Linked DNA regions of Sus scrofa: all the other regions are linked to region 3. A link is a contact called in public Hi-C data. All regions are on one chromosome and are shown on one strand. The core of a region is the stretch at or near the end of the contact, and the rest is flanking DNA. Distances in the headings are between cores, read along the strand shown.

The links. Hi-C and Micro-C count contacts between places; a contact is called where the count stands out from the background.
Region 1: a contact with region 3 is called in a Hi-C map of skeletal muscle, with 6 times the contacts expected there. The contact joins two enhancer-like sites. A contact is called at or near these places in 3 of 47 Hi-C or Micro-C datasets (embryonic fibroblasts and skeletal muscle) and 1 of 2 datasets of contacts at active chromatin or transcription factors (skeletal muscle).
Region 2: a contact with region 3 is called in a Hi-C map of skeletal muscle, with 2.3 times the contacts expected there. The contact joins two enhancer-like sites. A contact is called at or near these places in 2 of 47 Hi-C or Micro-C datasets (embryonic fibroblasts and skeletal muscle) and 1 of 2 datasets of contacts at active chromatin or transcription factors (skeletal muscle).

What each region holds. Positions count from the first base shown.
Region 1 is chr13:127,411,874-127,415,991 of Sscrofa11.1, forward strand. It overlaps P3H2 (prolyl 3-hydroxylase 2), which reads right to left. Exons shown (of 15, transcript XM_021070049.1): 15 at 3,082-4,118. Among named protein-coding and RNA genes, the nearest start is that of P3H2, 160 kb to the right of the region's middle. Within about 2 kb of position 2,013, at least 5 of the 83 cell types and tissues checked have an H3K27ac peak or open chromatin away from gene starts, as enhancers often do. A contact at or near this core is called in skeletal muscle, where this site is marked.
Region 2 is chr13:127,309,678-127,313,897 of Sscrofa11.1, forward strand. TP63 (tumor protein 63) reads left to right here. Exons shown (of 15, transcript XM_021070042.1): 6 at 3,608-3,794. Among named protein-coding and RNA genes, the nearest start is that of TP63, 200 kb to the left of the region's middle. Within about 2 kb of position 2,159, at least 2 of the 83 cell types and tissues checked have an H3K27ac peak or open chromatin away from gene starts, as enhancers often do. A contact at or near this core is called in skeletal muscle, where this site is marked.
Region 3 is chr13:126,928,242-126,932,027 of Sscrofa11.1, forward strand. All of the region lies in intron 1 of LOC106505765 (a long non-coding RNA gene), which reads right to left. Among named protein-coding and RNA genes, the nearest start is that of TP63, 190 kb to the right of the region's middle. Within about 2 kb of position 1,465, at least 1 of the 83 cell types and tissues checked has an H3K27ac peak or open chromatin away from gene starts, as enhancers often do. A contact at or near this core is called in skeletal muscle, where this site is marked.

The DNA.
Region 1 (4,118 bases), core at 763-3,262, 480 kb after region 3:
TTCTTTGGCATAATGAACTAGTGAGGTGGCCCTCATTACCTCCTTGCCTGACGTCAGTGAGGGAGTTGTTCCCCGTGGCTGTCTTATGTGAAATAATTCAGCATTTGTACTTCAATTAAAACTCAGAGCTATATATTATTAAATGGCGCTGACTCATTCCATGGCTTCTCCTCAGCTGAAGAAGTGCCCAAAAATTGCTGTGTGCAAAGTAATGACGAAGACGGTGTTGAAGCTAAAATGTCCTTGTCAAGCATTGTGCATAACAGGGCCCTGAAGAAAGCGACTCACACATCTGAGATGATCATTCTGTCCTCTGCCGGGGCGTTCTCAAAAAGAAATTGAAGTTTCAGATGGATTCTTTCTGCCTTGAAGGGAGAGGAAAATAACCCCAGACTAGAACCTTCTTCCATTTTGTGAGTTTCATGAGAGCATGGCCCGGCACCCAGTATTGGCTCCACTGAATTGTGCAACCCATGCTCAACAGCTCTCGGAGGAGAGAAGGGGAAATATGCCTTCGCGTATTAGCAGGAACATAAAAGGGGAGGCAAAGTTTAGATTTTACGAAAAAGCTAACTCTGTTCCTTCCATGAATGCAGTATTTTATTTTATTTTTTACTTTTTTTCTTTTTAGGGCCACACCAGTGGCATATGGAAGGTCCAGGGTTAGGGGTCGAATTGGAGTTGCAGCTGCAGGCTTACGCCACAGCCATGGCAATATGGAATCCTCAACCCACTGAGGGAGGCCAGGGATCAAACCCACATCCTCGCAGGCACTATGGAATCCTTAACCCACTGAGCCACATTGGAAACTCCGAGTGTGGTATTTTACATTAAATATGTCTGGGAGGGAGTTCCCATTGTGCCTCAGCAAAAAGAACCCAACTAAGTACTCGAGCAGACAGGGCTCGTATCCCGCATTGCTGTGACTGTGGTGTAGGCTGGCAGCTGCAGCTCCGGATGAACCTCTAGCCTGGGAACTTTCACATGCCGCAGGTGTGGCCCTAAAAAGACAAAAAAAAAAAAAAAAAAAAAAAAAAGGCCTGGGAGAAAACAACTTGGTGCTTTATTTTTTCCCTGCTGTTCCAAAGACTATCTTTCGGTCTCAAACACAGAGGATCCTCAGACCACAGCTCTGAGTTCTCTTCATTGCTGTCCATTTCTTCATCTGCAAATTAGGCATCATAATCTGTGCATGGAACACTCCTGGGATTCCTAGTGTGAGAGCCTGTTCTGTGTCATAAGCGTTCAATACAACAGTATGGGTGAAAATAACAGCCTTGTAAAACTGCAGGCGTTTTTACACCAATGATGATCATCAAGACAAGTGCAGTTCCCAGAGGGATCTAGAGGAAGAGTCCTAGACTTGGAGTCATAAAAACAGGGCTTTTTAGCCTGGGCTGCTTCAAGCACATACAGCATGGTTACATGAATTAGAAAAAGGCACCCCTTCAGGTCCATGGATTGATAAGTATCATTTTTGGCCAAAGAGAACAAGGCACCCCTTCCTCTAGTGGATGCTGCCCTGGGCCAGCATTCCTGTATAACAGCAGCCCTGGAGCTCGAATTCTGGAACTAAGAAATCATTCTTCCTACCTCTGAGTCTCAGTATCCTCCCAGACAGAAAGAGGGAATTGCATTGTACCTCCTTCAGCTCTAAAAATGACACAAAGTCCAATGAGCTTTCTGATCCTTCTACAAAAAAGAGCCCTTTATCACACAGACTGCAAGTTCTGAGCTCCGTCTCTTTAAAAGCATCTGATGACACTCCCTAACTATGTGAATGAAATTATGTATGGTTTGATGTGGGGCAGATTAAAACATAAATGCTTGAGTATAGACATGATGTTACAGGTGGAACACAACGTGGGTAGCCTGCCAAACAGGAAAAACGACTCCGTGTTTCAGTAATGGCAGAGGATGTGACTCTTAGCCTAAGCCCTCTATTGAGACCTCTGCTCACTGTCTCAGTGTGGCTGAAAGGCAGACTCAGAGCGGGCGTCCCAGCCTCTCCCCCACCCCCCACCATGGCCTCTCCCAGAGCACCCAGGAAGCAGGCACTGCAAGGATCCAAGGACTGTTGTCTTTGTTGATGCCTTGTTGCCAGAAAACAGAAATTAGATCCTTGGCCAGATCCTTCTATCAGCAAATCCGAGTGCCAGCAAACACTTCTCAGTGAGAGAGCAAACAAATAGCCACCTCCCTTTTCGAGGCTCAGGGATTTTCAGCCCTAAATTTAGGCTTCAAGTTTTAAAATCACGTAAACACATAATGAACCCATTCACGAGTCTCAAAAAGTAGGCACAAGTAAATTTGGTTGTATAAGTGAATATTTCTAAAATCATTTTTTGTTTTGTTTTGTTTTGTTTTTGTCTTCTTTGTTTTGTCTTCAGAGCAAGAGGGAAGGACTTGGAAACAATTACGACCAATTACGTCATTTTCAGAGAAGGAAACTAAAGCCCAGAAAGGGAAAGGGAGTTGCTCCAGGTCACACAGCAGAGTATATTTGATCAGGCTGGGTTTAGAATCGAATGCTCTTTCCACTCTCCCACGATGAAAACGCAACCAGAAGGTTGGGTGGAAAACAGATGGTACATAAAATCACTATGCCTCAATTTTTCAGTCTCAAAGGATGGATGCTCTTACCACCATCCAAGATCATAAATAGCAGAAAGTAAATGTGATTTTCATAAAATGTGCTTATCTGCTGCTTTTCTTAAGGGTTGTGACCTGTTCTATTTGCCCATCAGAGAGACAGGTGACCTCCCACAGGCTAGTGGAGCAGACACCCCTGGGCTAGAACAACTCTAGTCCCCGCCCCCTCTGAAACATAGTCTTTGCAGTATCTTCCTTAGAACTGGCACCAAGGACCAGGTGTTCTCTGGATGAACACACCTGTTTGCTAACCATCTGTTTCTTCAAAAATAATGCTCGAACCTTCCTTGCCGCCCCCGAGCACCTGCCAGTGAAACCAACTATGGCCCAGTGTTTCCCCTGGGTTATTCCCAAAGGTCCTGCAGGACCACAGAACCAATCCCTGGAGATAAAGCAAACATTTGGGAGAAGAAAAATAAATGCCGGGTATTAAAATAAAACTCCCTTTATTAAACAAATCAGATACAAGCACTCAAATCCACGAGCTGGAAAGCAGCAAAGAGGAGGGGCTGCCAAAATACACATCAATGGAGAGTGGGATCAATCAGAAATTCATTTTTCTTACTGAAGAAGAGAACACCGCTTCTCACCCATGGACCCCACTCTCAGGCAATGTGACAATGGGGCCCCAATTCATGTGGGAGTAAAGATTTTCTTCCCAAGTCATTGAATGAAGAAGCCAGTCTTGAGACGGGGGTTCTTGGGAAGGAACAGAATGGGATGAAGCTCCATTCTACTTCAACCCCCACACCACCTTTTTTTTTTTTTTTTTTTTTTTTGTCTCTTTGTCTTTTCTAGAGCCACACCCACGGCACATGGAGGGTCCCAGGCTAGGGGATCGAATCAGAGCTGTAGCCGCCGGCCTAAACCACAGCCACAGCAACGCAGGATCCAAGTCGCAACTGCAACGTACACCACAGATCACGGCAATGCCAGATCCTTAACCCACTGAGCAAGGCCAGGGATCGAACCCGCAAACTCCTGGTTCCTAGTCTGATTCCTTAACCACTGGGCCACGATGGGAACTCCCCCACACCACCTTTTTAAAGACACAACTCCCAGGGCCATCTTTTCTGGCGCACCATGGTGGGGAGGGGGGATGGAAGCTTCCAGTGTTAGGTGTTCTGTCCGCTGTAAATACTGGAATCGAAAGCACCACCCTTGCCCTGGAAAGGCCGAACCCCTCCGTCTTACGCAGTACTCATCACAGCAGTTCCTCCACAGAGCCTGGGGGCCCAAAGACCCCCACTTGATGCAGTTCCAATCTTGCCATGGACTCCCCAGAGTCAAACCCAGGGCTGCCAGCCCTGGGAGAGACCAGGACTAAACAACACAGGGCCAGAAAGGCCTTCGGAGTCCAAATCACATGCTATCTTTAGAAGTGGAGCACAGTTGTAGTTTGAACAAGAACAGGCTTATTCTTACTGCTTGAGCTTTAGGATCTGCAGCAAATGAACTGTATGTGT
Region 2 (4,220 bases), core at 909-3,408, 380 kb after region 3:
AGGAGGACTGAATTTAGTGCTGGAAAAATAGTAAACATCATCACACAACCAGTGCACAAACAATGAAGGAAATAAGAGTAGCAGAAGCCTGGCTTTGTAAAGAAGCAACCACGCCAGACCATTTCAGCCCCTCTAATTACTGGTCTGGAAGTTTAACCAGAAGCAACAATTGGAATGTATCCTGGCCCTGGTCAGACAGACGTTTAGTCAGTAGTAAACCTTCATCACCAAAATTGGAAAATATGGTCAATAGTCCTAGACGCAGCCCTTATCTGGGGAGTGATACCTAAGTTGTCTTGGCCTAGTGTGGAAAAGTGAGCTTGAATTGCAGGTAATGAATGTGTGGTGTGTTTGAGGCATTAAGAGGTTTGCATGGGATGCTAGATATGTGTGTTTGGTAGGTATGGGGAGGGAATAAGAGAAAGATGGAGCCAGAACACAAAGGGCCTCAAGAAGCCATGCAAAAGAACAGGACTTCATTCAGAAATTCCCCAGAGCCCTATAGAAGTACTGACAGACAGCTGGTCCTAGACTCCAGGTCAGCTTCCTCCTAATCCAGGATTGTTTCATTTTAATCACTGCTGCTTCTCCCAGCAATGAAGTGAACAAACATTATGATACTGAGAAATAAAGAGGAACTGTTGATGGTAAGTAAATCAGTTTTGAGCTCCACTTTAATGTTATCGAAAATTTTTTTACCTCTCAAATTGATTCAGAAAATAGTCACACTGTTGGGAATTAGAAAAAACAAAAAAGTACAAAAATTTGCACAGCTGAGCCAAAAGAATGAAAGATGAGCAACCATAGTGACAGGACTGGGGACAATTCTTATACCCTGGTTGTTAACCAGCTTTTCTTTGTGACCTCAGGCGAGTCCTCTCTCTGCCTTTTTTCTTATCTATAAAATGGGGATAATAATCCTGACCCATTATCTGTTATCTGCCATTCTGAAATTCAAAGAACTCTGAAAAACAAAAGTCGCTTTGGTTTTGTTTTAATTTCATTTAAGCCACTGGCAAACCTGGCCTGAACATTGAGCCTTAAGAGTCATTTTCCCACTTGATGTGAATATTCATGCATTCTGAAGAAATATTCAGATTTGATTATGGGGTACTCCTGTAAATCCTGCTGGAGGTGTTTATAACATATACTGTATGAACTCTCCTCCCTTTCTAAAGTCTAAACAGTTCTGGATTCTGAAACATCTGGCCTGAGGAGTTTTAGATAAGATATTGTGTATCTGTAATACCTTCCTCTTAGGCTTCTGTTAAAGCTTAAATTTCTTACAGCAGAGCTCAGAAAATGGTGAAGTTATTATTGCATATCATGACTTAAATTCAGAAATGAGAGTCCCCACTCCCATCTCTGACAGTGAGTGAAGATTTAACACCTGATGATGCCTAAGATTATTCTTAGTACTTTTATATTTTAGTGTGTCAAGTGTGATTTATAGTGTATCAGTTATTGAAATGGAATGTTTCTCTTAACTGTCCTACTCTGAACATTTATCCTTCTTTTTTTGCAAGCTTTACATTCTTGGATGGGTGCCTTATTTGCCTCTAGGTGTTAGCTGACAAACTTATTTTGCAGTCATCTTTCCTAAGGTGCGTTTTATGAAACTCATGTTTAGATTATATAACTGCTAACTAAAATAAAAATGGATATGCTTATTTTCTGAGAGTTCTCGATAAAAGTGAGTCTGTAACAGTTTTTTAAGACAATGCCTTTGTTAAGTCGTCGGCTAAAAACACCTAGATTTCATTCAGTGCTTCCAAAGTAGAATTTTATTTTTGTGGTTGATTTTTTGGCATGCTTCGTATTTCTTCAAGCTATGTAAAGCCCTTTTGCTGTGTTTAATCCTTGACCTGTGGGAATGGAGAAATTATTATGCAATACAGGTCTAGTATTGGGAAATTTTTAACTGAAAATTTCATATACTGAAATGCCTGGGAGAAAAAGAAAGATTATTTAAATAAGTATTATATTTCAAAAGAGATAAAGCAATTATTTTAAGTGTACTTTTCAGTGGGTCACTTGCTTCTGTCCAGAGTTGGGTTGGAACATAGCAAAAATGAATCCCTTTGCCATTTTGGCTCTTGCTCCGTGCTGTCTTTTCCTTGGAAGGACGTTGCCACCAATTTAGGATTGGAACCTATGCGTGTGTGTTTACCTTTGTTTGCTAAGTGTTACTAGGTGCCCTGCTCTTAGCCAGCAGTTCCCCGGCCTGGGTGGTTTCACTAAACATTAAAATGAGGAGGAATGCAGTGATGAGGAATTGACTCAGAGAACAGGGGCAAAAAGGTTTAAGATAGTATAAGGATTAGAGTGGAGACTTTCTATTCTGGTTCAGAGATGAGAAGTAACACAGGATAGGACTTTTTTTTTTTTTTTAATTTATTCTAGGTCTCATGCTTTCTCCACCCTGTTTTGTCAATTTTGAAACCACCCACCCAGCCAGCCAACCACTGAACAACGCCTTCCTGCAAAAGCAAGCATGAGAGGGAAAAGTTTCAATAGCTTGTGAATTTCAGTCGCTTTGCATCTTTATCCTTTTGCTAACATGATTTCCTGTGTTACAGTAGAGCAGTCCTTCTTTCATAAGAGCAAAGGATCAAATGGCCCCTTCTGATGTCTCATTGCCTCATTCTTTTAAGCTATGACATTAGAGGATAAAGGTAGTTGTTTGAGGGAACTTTTGCTTTGCAGTTTTCTAGTTGGTTGACCTCACATAAAATCTCTTTACTCTTGGCCAGATATTCCATCTTAAAAAAAAAAAAAAAATTCCATAAACCCTATTCTTTGAGTCTTTCTAGTATTATAAGGGTAGGATTAATTATAATCTATCTACTCTCACTCAGTACAGGAGAATACTATTTTTCCATTTCATTTCTGATACTCTGTAAAGCTGTTCATAGCATTAATTATTGAGATCTTTCTGAGAATCATTTTTTTCGTCCTAAAGATAACGATGTAATAACATTACAGGAAATAATGATGTAAATGTATTTTGATAAAAAAATAGTTTGAGAGTTCCCACTGTGGCTCAGTAGATTAAGAACCCGACTAGTATCCATGAAGATGCGGGTTCAATTCCTGGTCTCTCTCAGTGGGTTAAGGATCCAGTGTTACTGTGAGCTGTGATATGGGTCACACTTGTGGCTTGGATTCCGCATTGCTGTGGTATAGGTCACACTTGTGGCTTGAATCCCGCATTCCTGTGGTATAGGTCACACTTGCGGCTTGGATTCCATGTTGCTGTGGCTGTAGTGTAGGCTGACAGCTGCAGCTCTGTTTGACCCTTAGCCTGGGAACTTCCATATGCATAGGTATGACCCTAAAAAAAATTAATAAATTAATAAAAGCTAAAACAGTTCATAAGTATAGAATTGCAATTGAAGTAGAAAAATTATTAATTTGATTAATGAATATAACTCCTTCTAATAAGATTTCTAGATGTCATGAATATAGTAGCCAATTGGTAAACATGCAGCTATAAAGGTACATGCTTACAGAAAGTGGATGTATTTCTCTGGTTCTGATTTTGAGTATAATGGTATCTCCTGTTGCTTCTCTCCTTCCCTTCACCACTGGCCTTATCTCTAAGCAGTATTCCACTGAACTGAAGAAACTGTATTGCCAGATTGCCAAGACATGCCCCATCCAGATCAAAGTGATGACCCCACCTCCACAGGGCGCTGTCATCCGTGCCATGCCTGTCTACAAGAAGGCTGAGCATGTCACTGAAGTGGTGAAACGGTGCCCCAACCACGAGCTGAGCCGTGAATTCAATGAGGGTAAGGAGAAAGGGGATCTGTGGCTGTTCAGCCATCTGTCTTGCAGTAGAGCTCCTGTGAAAATTTTGTTGGGGCCCCAACTGCCTGGTCCCAACCTCTGCAATCTGATGGCAGCTCAATCTGCCTGTTTCTGGTCAACAAGAGTGACTGAGAATAATGATGAATAAATGGATGACTTTCACAGTGATTGAATTGGTTATTTTAATATTGATAATTGCTCTATGACCTAGACTTGTCTCTCTACTCCCCACTGCTTCCTTCCTTCTTCTTCTTCTTCTTTTTTTTTTTTAAATAAGAGGGCGTAAGAACAAGGTGGCATCTCATCTGTTCCGCTCAGGCTAGGGTGTCCTTCAGCTTCAGTGACCCTCCCAGGGTGATTGTCAAGGCTAAACCAACTGGAATCTGAAGGGGTAAAAGGAAGGAACA
Region 3 (3,786 bases), core at 215-2,714:
TTTGTAGGGTTTCGTGTCTTAAGTGAAAAAAAAAAAAAAAGATACTAGTCCTTTAGTCTATCTTTCCTATCCTATTTCTCTTCATTTGACAGTATTAGGATGGGCTGAATTGTCTGAATTAAAATGTCAGAAAATCCTATTGTAAGTATTTCAATGCTTCTGATTGAATGCAAACCTTTGGAAGTGAATGATAAAGATCCAATAGTACTTCGGTTTAGTTTAGTCTTGCCTGGTAAGGGATATTATAGACTTCAAAATAGCACAGTACTTTGCCAAAAACAAAAGCATAAATAACATTTATTTATTTAATCATCCAACTAACATCTTTCATCTACAAGTTTATATGATAAACTATAACTATAAAGTTACTATATAGCATCATACCTCAAACCATAGCTACGAATTATTAAGGAACTAGTATACGGCAAAAATTTGGATACTTTACCTAGAGTTTGATTATAACAAGTCTACAGAGTGTAATATTACTGTCACTTAAAAATAACCCTTAGAAATGTTTAACGGTTGTCAAAGATCACACATGCTAATAAATTACAGAATTTATTTCATATTATAATTAAAAATCACTTTCATATGTGAATTAAAATATGGATTTGAATAACATTAAATTATGTATTCCTTTTTGTAAACAAAATTAATAAGAATATATGTCAAAAATCTCATTTTCCCAACAACTTACACTGTCATGTTGACCAAAGCAGTTCCTTCCACTGGATCTTGGTTATACCCACTATACGTGGAAGGATTAAACCAGATGATCTCTATCTATCTCTACAGTCTTAAAATAATGGACTATTAATGGACTTCTGTGAGCTTTTATCCATGTTTTCCTCTCTTTTTGTATGTCCAAGTTATTGTGAGATCATATTTTTGAAGCATAATAATGTGCTTTTTAGTCCTGATGTTTTCTTTTTGACTCCTCCTCCATTTAGCCAGGTAGACTCTCTTTGGATTGCCTCAAAGAGGAGATGCCATAAAAGAAATAAAAAAGAAAAATAGAGTTAATCCTTGGCTTTTGAGTCTTAAAAGTCTTAACTTCAAGGCACTGAGTAGGATTCATATGCTTAAAATTAGATTATAGAGATTATGGGGAGGGGGAGGAGAGATGCTTTCCATTCTGGAGACTTCAACAGATGCCTTGAGTTGTGGAGAAAAAGACTGTACTGATACAGTAAGTGGGGGCCTCAGTAGGTCCAAATTGATCTTGAGTGGCACAGAGGGTAGCAGCTTCAGTAGCTGAAGACCTCCCAATCTCACCAGGGCACAGACTTAAGATAGAGCCTTTGCTGCCTGGAGCCTACGAGCAATGTGGGGGTAGAATGAGAGCCACAGCCACTCTCTCAATTTTCATTAGAATGAAGAATGCACATTGCCTGGGTTGAGGGATTTTGTTACCTGTCTTTCATCTTGGCCTCCATCTGACAAGACAGCAGCCAGCAAGCTGCCCCACTGGCTGTCCGACAGAGTGTTATCCTGCTTGACATTTTGCTTAGTCCCCATCTGACTTGCCCCAGGTACAGATACTCATTTCCATGTGCCAGAATATTTATAATGAGATATTATAAACTCTGCCACTCTAGATGGAGATTTAGGTCAGGAGAAGTAGGACAGAATAGTGTGGAAAACAAAATCCCTTCCCTTCCCTTCCCTTCCCAATGAAATATTCTTATTTTATAGGGGCAGGACTGAACACAATCATCTCTTGGTCCCATCCACAAATGAATTCAGTGATAAAATACACCTTGTAAAAAAAAGAGTCCTCTGTCTTAAACTAGAATACGTTAAAAATATCCAATAGGGCAGATTTGCCTTAAGGAATGAAACATAATCTTTCCAACATATTCTTCCATAAAGAAAGATAACTTGGGGGGGAAATGCCCCAGGCATTGTTGATGACCCTAGTAGTGACACCTATGATTGAAGTTATTTTTTATATCTTTTGATTAACTTTCATGGAAACTCAAAGCCCTGAGGTTTATTTACCTCCAATATTAAATTCACTTCTACTCCTACCCAGGACAATGTGTGGTTAAAGGAAAGGATCATTAATTCTCATTTCTAAAAGACAATGAAAATTTATGCCTGAGTCTCTTTATTTAACTGTGGATTTAAAAACGGACATCCCTGGGCAGCTAGGTCTCACTGGTTTTGCCAGTACATTTATTAAACAACTTTTGCTTACTTAAATGTGCATGTGTGGCTTTTTCCCAGAAAATATCCCATGGTGCATTATTCCCAATTGACATCTAAGGTAAGAAGAAATGTATGTCATTCCAAACATGGAGCACCACCAGCTCTAACAAGTATCAGAGAACTTACAATAGTCATTAGTATCCCCCTTTTTAAAGTTTTATTGAAGTGTAGTTAATTTACAAGGTTGTGATAATTTCTGCTATACAACAAAGTGGCCCAGTCATTAAGATACATATATCCATTCTCTCTCAGATTCTTTCCCACAGAGATTATCACAGAATACTGGGTAGAACTCTCTGGGCTAAACAACAGGTCCCCATTGGCCAATCATTCCATATACCTCAGTGTGCACACGCTAACCCCAAACTCCCAGTCTAGCCCTCCCACCCCTCTACCTGTCTCCTTTGGTAACCATTAAGTTTTTCAAAATCTCTGAGTCTGTTCTGCAAATAAGTTCATTTGCATCCTTTTTTTTTTTTTTTAAGATTCCACATATGGGTGATACCATATGAAGGTTGTCTTTCACTGTCTAACTTCACTTTATGATAGTTTCAAGGTCCATCCATGTTGATGCAAATGGCATTATTTCATTCTTTTTTATGGCTGAATAATACTCCATGAATTCTTCTTCTTAACGTATTGCTGGAGATGTGACATATTGCATTGAAGGAGCAAGATGAGATCTTTGCGAAAGAGAAAAGGCTATGTCTGTTGCAACACACTGATATTAGGATGTTGCGCTGTAAAATTAAGAACACACTGTCATTTTGATGTTAGCTCATGGTACAATCTATTGTCCATGCCATGCCTTTTCACCCAAGGTCACAATTCAAAATTCCAGTTGAGGTTTGGAACTTTGGCAATAGCTCAAGTTAACTTTTATGTTCCAACCAAGAAACATTTCCATTATATGCCTCTTCCAGCAACCTGCAAATACGTAGTCTCCACCTCCATTCAAATTCCCACCTGCTACTCCATTATTCATCAAACATGTATTGATTATTTAGGAGAGCTCTTTTTTTCTGTGCAAGAATTGGCAGTGGTTCTTGTGAAGTTTTGAGGTAAATAAGACGTGGTTTCTGCCCTCAAATTACTCCAGCCCTGTAAGGGAGAGACAGGGACTCTGAATCATATGCTGCAGACTAACCAAACCAACAACTGATTTTATGAACTTGATCTTTTCCCTTGTGATATTGGATATTTCTAAGAATTAAATCTTTCATCAAATTATAAACAGTGATGAGCTGTTTTATTCAAAAAATATTCGTGATGGTCTATCACGTAGCAAGATATTGCTAAGTATTAGAGATACAGGCAAAACTGAAGACTGGGCCCTTAATCATTTAACAGCCTGGTAAAAGGAAATCACCAATGATGTGCCATAGACTAGGTATAATGCTCCCTGGAATTCTAAATAGGTTTTGAATAATAGTAGCATTATTAAAATATCTGTAAATTCTGGGGTTAATAGACACAAACTATTGCCTTCAGAATGGATAAGCAATGAGATCCTACTATATAGCACTGGGAACTGTATCTAGTCACTTATGATGGAGCATGATGGAGGATAATGTG